2 separate regions of the Gossypium hirsutum genome follow, and region 1 is linked to region 2. Evidence: chromatin contacts called from public Hi-C data. All regions are on one chromosome and are shown on one strand. Each heading gives the region's core, a stretch centred on a gene start, on an enhancer-like site or on the middle of the called end of the contact. The rest is flanking DNA. Distances are from core to core; before and after follow the strand shown. Region 1 holds the start of LOC107897672 (pectinesterase 3). Region 2 holds the start of LOC107897669 (O-fucosyltransferase 36).

Region 1 (2,752 bases), core at 72-2,571, 280 kb before region 2:
ACATTATATTAGTACCAACAAATTCCTCAACAATTCAAACCTAAAAACAACATTATATTAGCTCTAGTTCAATTTCAAACAACAGCACTAATGAATTCATGAATGAAACAAGCAAGGACTCAAATACCATCCACTTCAAAGATTAAAATAGTAAGAAAGAGGAGAGGGAGAGATGGGGACATAGAAAGAGGAGAGAGAATAGCTTTGGCCACAAACGAAGCTTGTGTTTGGCATGTGAGGAAAATGTGGTTGGGTTTGAGGTGATGGTGTTGTAAATGGTGGTTGTTGATGGCATTTTTGGATATGGACTTTCTGTTTGAAGAAAGAAAAATTGGATCTCGAAAGATTTGAAAAAAGAAAGTAAATAGAGTTTCAGAGATAAAACACTAAAGATTGGATCTTTTGGGGTTCTTTTTAAGGGTTTCTTCTTTTGTGAATAAAATATCAAAAAGGAAGATATACCAGGACAAATGGATGTAAATGAAGGAAATATCAAGGTTTTTAATTTAAGGTTGTCATTAAATAGTATGTTGGTTTAGAGTAAAACTACTTATTTAGTAAAAGAGACAAATAGATGCAAAGAAGATATACATGGACCCTCCATTGAGTCCATCCTTTGTTTTTCCATGTTGAACAAAAAAATTCAATCGATTGATGAAGCACTCAATTTGATTTATATTGTTTCGATTCAATAAAGATAGCAATAGTTTTTTCAATCAAAATGGAAAAGAAAACTAAAAGAAAAAGGAGACGAAAAGTTTTTATTTTTTAGGTGTAATTAATTTAAAGTTTTTAATTAATTAAATTTATTTAATTAAAAATCTATTCTTATCTCAACTGGACACCTAAGTTGGCATTTAAAACTCATTTGGACTATCATGTAGGACTGTCGGTAGGGAGGTAACGAAGCTTAACGGCAGAATGACCACTTCGTAATAGAACCCTAACGTAAGTGACTAAAATGTAATTTTTCAAATATAAGTGACTAAAATATACTCTGAGCTAAAAAAAAAAACCATTGTTATAGTTTACCATATGACGTGAAAATGTTACATCAGCACAAACTAATAATGTTAATATGGAGAGACTAACTTAATTGACAAAATACAAATTATGGACCAACCAAATAGAAATAGAAATAGAAATAGAAATAGAAATAGGTTCTATTCTTTTAAACACGGCGGAGCAGTAGTTTAATCTTGTGGCACGATAAGTTTCCAGAATTTATTGTAAAAATAGAGCTATAGATTGGAAGTTGGTGGGTCTTACCACTGTAAAACTACAGATGGAAATAGGATATTGGCTTTAATAATTTGATTATTAACAATACAATTAATAATAACTTTCAGAAAAAATAATAATAACTTGCAAACCCAAAGCAGCTTCCCCCAATCCATTCCTCTCCTCTCCTCTCCTCTCCTCGACTCTCAAACCCTACAGAACCTCCCCCAAACAGGCAAAGTGGGATTCATGAAATTAGATGGATTCAATCAATTCATTCAAGGGGTATGGTAAAGTTGACGAAGTGGAAGAACTAGCTTTCAGGCGAAAGAAACGAAGGCGTCTTATCACCCTTATCATCCTCATTCTCCTCCTTTTAACACTCATCACTGCCGCCGTCGTTGGGATTTTTTTACACAAGCGAAGCTCCTCCTCCCCCAACACTCTTCCCCCGCCTGCGTTGACTCCAGCCGCTTCACTCAAAGCTGTTTGTAGTGTGACTCAGTACCCGGCTTCCTGCTTCTCCAGCATATCTTCCATTGCTCCCTCGAATACAACCGTCCCAGAACTCCTCTTCAAGCTGTCTTTGAAAGTAGCCATCGATGAGCTCTCCAGTTTGTCTCACTATCCCACCAAGCTCAAAGCTGAAACTAATGATATCCGACTGAAATCCGCTTTACAAGTATGTGAAACTATGTTCGACGACGCCTTGGATCGATTGAATGATTCAGCAACTTCCCTTGAAGTTGGAGAAGGAGAGAAGTTGTTGTCAGATTCCAAGATCAGTGACTTGAAGACTTGGCTAAGTACTGCTATAACTGACCAGGAAACATGTTTAGACTCCCTGGAGGAGTTAAACGCCACAAAGCACTTCAACGCCACAGTTGTTGAAGAAATGAAAGCTGCCATGCAAAACTCAACTGAATATGCCAGCAACAGTTTGGCTATAGTTGCCAGAATCTTAGGTTTATTGACTGATTTAAATATTCGTATTCATAGGAGGTTGCTTGGGTTTGAGAAAGCAGGTTCGGAGTTCCCGGCTTGGGTTAGTCCCACTGAAAGGAGACTATTGCAGGAATCCAAACCTACCCCCAATGTTATTGTGGCTCAAGATGGTTCCGGGAATGTCTTGACCATTAATGATGCGGTGAAATTGGTAGGAAAAAAGAATGAATCAAGGTTCGTTATATATGTGAAGGAAGGCAAGTATGTTGAGAATGTGATTCTTGATAAACACATGTGGAATGTGATGATTTACGGTGATGGCAAAACAAAGACTTTAATTTCCGGCAGCCACAACTTTGTTGATGGAACTCCCACATTTGCTACAGCTACTTTCGGTAAGTCATATTCAATCTTCATTTACTTTGATCAGTTCTAGATTTGTAGTTTCAATGGAGCCTGACAATAGTTTCTAGATTGCCCCATTTATGAGCCTGTCTACATTGTGATTTGCTAGTATCTTTGTATCTTGTCCCAATCATCCCAAACAATTTAGAAGGCCTGCAACTGAGATACTACCATACTACCT
Region 2 (2,700 bases), core at 94-2,593:
GAGATCAAGGCACAATAAATCAAACTAAAACCTGTTATGTTTCAGATGCTTCAGACAGTGAGCTAGTTCAGTGGAATGCCTATTGAAGATCCTCACATTCACCTCAGATTGTTTATGGAGATGAGTGATTCCTTCAAGTTAGTCGAAATACCTGAAAATGCACTGAGATTAAAGTTGTTCTCATATTCTCTAAGGGACAGAGCTTGAGCCTGGTTGAACTCATTGTCACCAGATTCCATAACAACATGGCAAGAGTTGGCAAAACGCTTCCGTATGAAATATTTTCCACCTAGCAAGGATTGTAAATTGTGGAATTAAATAACTACCTTCCAACAAATGGATGACAAGTCATTGTATGAGGCGTGTGAAAGATTTAAAGAACTGTTACAAAAATGCCCTCATCATAGAACCCCGTATTGCATCTAGTTGGAGACATTCTATAACGATCTCAATGCTCACACGAGGATGGTAGTAGACGCTTCTGCCAACGGTGCTCTCCTTTCTAAGTCTTATAATGAGGCTTATGAAATATTGAGAGAATTGCCAGCAACAATTACCAGTGGCAACCAATCGAGCAACTTCAAGACGAGTCGCAAGAGTACATGAAGTGGATGCCCTCACTTCACTAGCAGCTCAAGTATCTTTGATATCCTCAGTGCTTAAAAAATTTACTACTAATGGGTTTAACAATGTTGCAGCTCAGTCATCAAGTCAATTCGAACATATAGCCTCTATATACTATGGGGAAGGGCATTTGTTTGAAGATTTCCAATCAAACCCAGAATCTTTGATTTTTTTATGAATAAAATAATAAAAATGAAATATGTGCACAGGGGCAAAGCTAGAACAATTTTTAAGGGGGTCAAATAAAATTTTAATTTTTTATAATCTAAATCTTTATAATTTTAAAAAGAATTAAATCAAATTTTTATAATTTTAAAGGGGGCCAAAGTGTAATTTTATCTTTATTAATTTAAATTTTAAAAAAAAATTAAAAAGCTTAAATAACAATTTTTTTATTTTAGAGGACCCAAGGCCCATGCTAGCCCCCTAGAATTACCTCTGTATGTGCACCTTTTTTTTTCCTAATTTCTATTGTAACTTTGCCTGCATTTATCTTTTAGTATTTATTATCATTTTTATTTATTTTAATATTTAAATAAATTAAACTCATCTTAAATTTGAAATTAATAATTTAACCGATATAATCATCCTCCTCGTTTTAAAAAAAATATAGTTGGTAATTGAGGTTTTTAATTACTTTTCACATTTCTCATGTGGATTCAGTACGACGTCGTTTGCTTGTCGACAAAAACATATTATCGGGTTCGGGTCGTACCCAAGACAATGGTGGGACGGCACGGAGTCATTTTCTTCCACCGACTTGTGTCTTTCTTCTGCTGCTTCGATAATTGACATTCTTCCTTACGCCAGCTCCGCTCAACAAAAATTCTGTCGTTTTTAACCAAACCCTAAATTTTTAACCAATCCCAGTCTCCATTTTAATCAACTAAGGTATTTTTTTGAAAACTATCATCTCTGACTTAGCCATTCCATCACTCGCAGACTCACTGCTCCCCTCTTAAGCAAACAAATGGACCGACATTCATCCGACGAAGACGACGATCGCCAAACCTTAATCCACCAAAACGACACCAAGCACCTCCCACGCCAAATCCCAACCAGCCCACGCGCTTCTACCGCTCCAAGATCCGGTTTCCACATCGAAGAGCTGGAATCTCAAATCCGACGACGTTTCAAGCTCACCTTCAACAAGCGTTACCTCTTCGCCATCTTCCTCCCTCTCCTCCTCATCCCTATCTTCCTCTCCACCGACATTCGTTCCCTCTTCTCTTCCAACATCTCCTCCCTTAAATTCAATAAGGTGTCGGATCAACTCAAAGAATCCCAACTCCAAGCTCTCTACTTGTTGAATCAACAGCTAACTTCCCTTCTTTCTCTTTGGAACCACACTTTCGTCAACTCTAATGACAATGTCTCAGCCGTTCAGTTTGACGACATCAAAGCCTCATTGCTCAATCAGATCACCTTAAACAAACACATCCAGCAAACCCTCTTATCGCCTCACAAAACAGGAAACACCCTCCAGAACGCCACCGTTTTAGACCCCGCCTATGCCGGTTACAGTTTCGACCGTTGCAGAAAAGTTGACCTGAAATTCTCTGAAAGAAGAACAATCGAATGGAAACCTAAACCCAATAAATTCTTGTTTGCCATTTGCTTGTCGGGTCAAATGAGTAACCATCTGATTTGTTTGGAAAAACACATGTTCTTCGCGGCTGTTCTAAATCGGGCATTGGTGATTCCCAGTTCGAAATTCGATTATCAGTACAATCGAGTTTTGGATACCGAGCACATTAACGATTGTGTTGGGAAAAAAGCTGTTATCCCATTCGAAGACTTCATGGAAATGAAGAAGAATCACGCTCACATTGATAGGTTCATTTGCTATTTCTCCAGCCCGCAGCCGTGTTACGTGGACGAAGAGCATTTGAAGAAGTTGAGGTCATTAGGAATTTCGATGGGGAAATTAGAGAGTGCTTGGAAGAGTGAGGATATTAAGAAGCCGAGTCAAAAAACGATTAAGGATCTGGAAGAGAAGTTTGCTTCGGATGATGATGTGATAGCAATTGGGGATGTTTTCTTTGCGGAAATGGAGAGAGATTGGGTGACGCAACC

Evidence for each region. Hi-C and Micro-C count contacts between places; a contact is called where the count stands out from the background.
Region 1: a Hi-C map of leaf shows a contact between it and region 2, with 1.6 times the contacts expected there. The contact joins the promoter of LOC107897672 here to the promoter of LOC107897669 in region 2. A contact is called at or near these places in 2 of 34 Hi-C or Micro-C datasets (leaf and petal).

What each region holds. Positions count from the first base shown.
Region 1 is chrD06:54,496,369-54,499,120 of Gossypium_hirsutum_v2.1, reverse strand. LOC107897672 (pectinesterase 3) reads left to right here and starts at 1,321. Exons shown (of 4, transcript XM_016823198.2): 1 at 1,321-2,561. The coding sequence starts at 1,481.
Region 2 is chrD06:54,215,297-54,217,996 of Gossypium_hirsutum_v2.1, reverse strand. LOC107897669 (O-fucosyltransferase 36) reads left to right here and starts at 1,343. Exons shown (of 3, transcript XM_016823192.2): 1 at 1,343-2,700. The coding sequence starts at 1,595.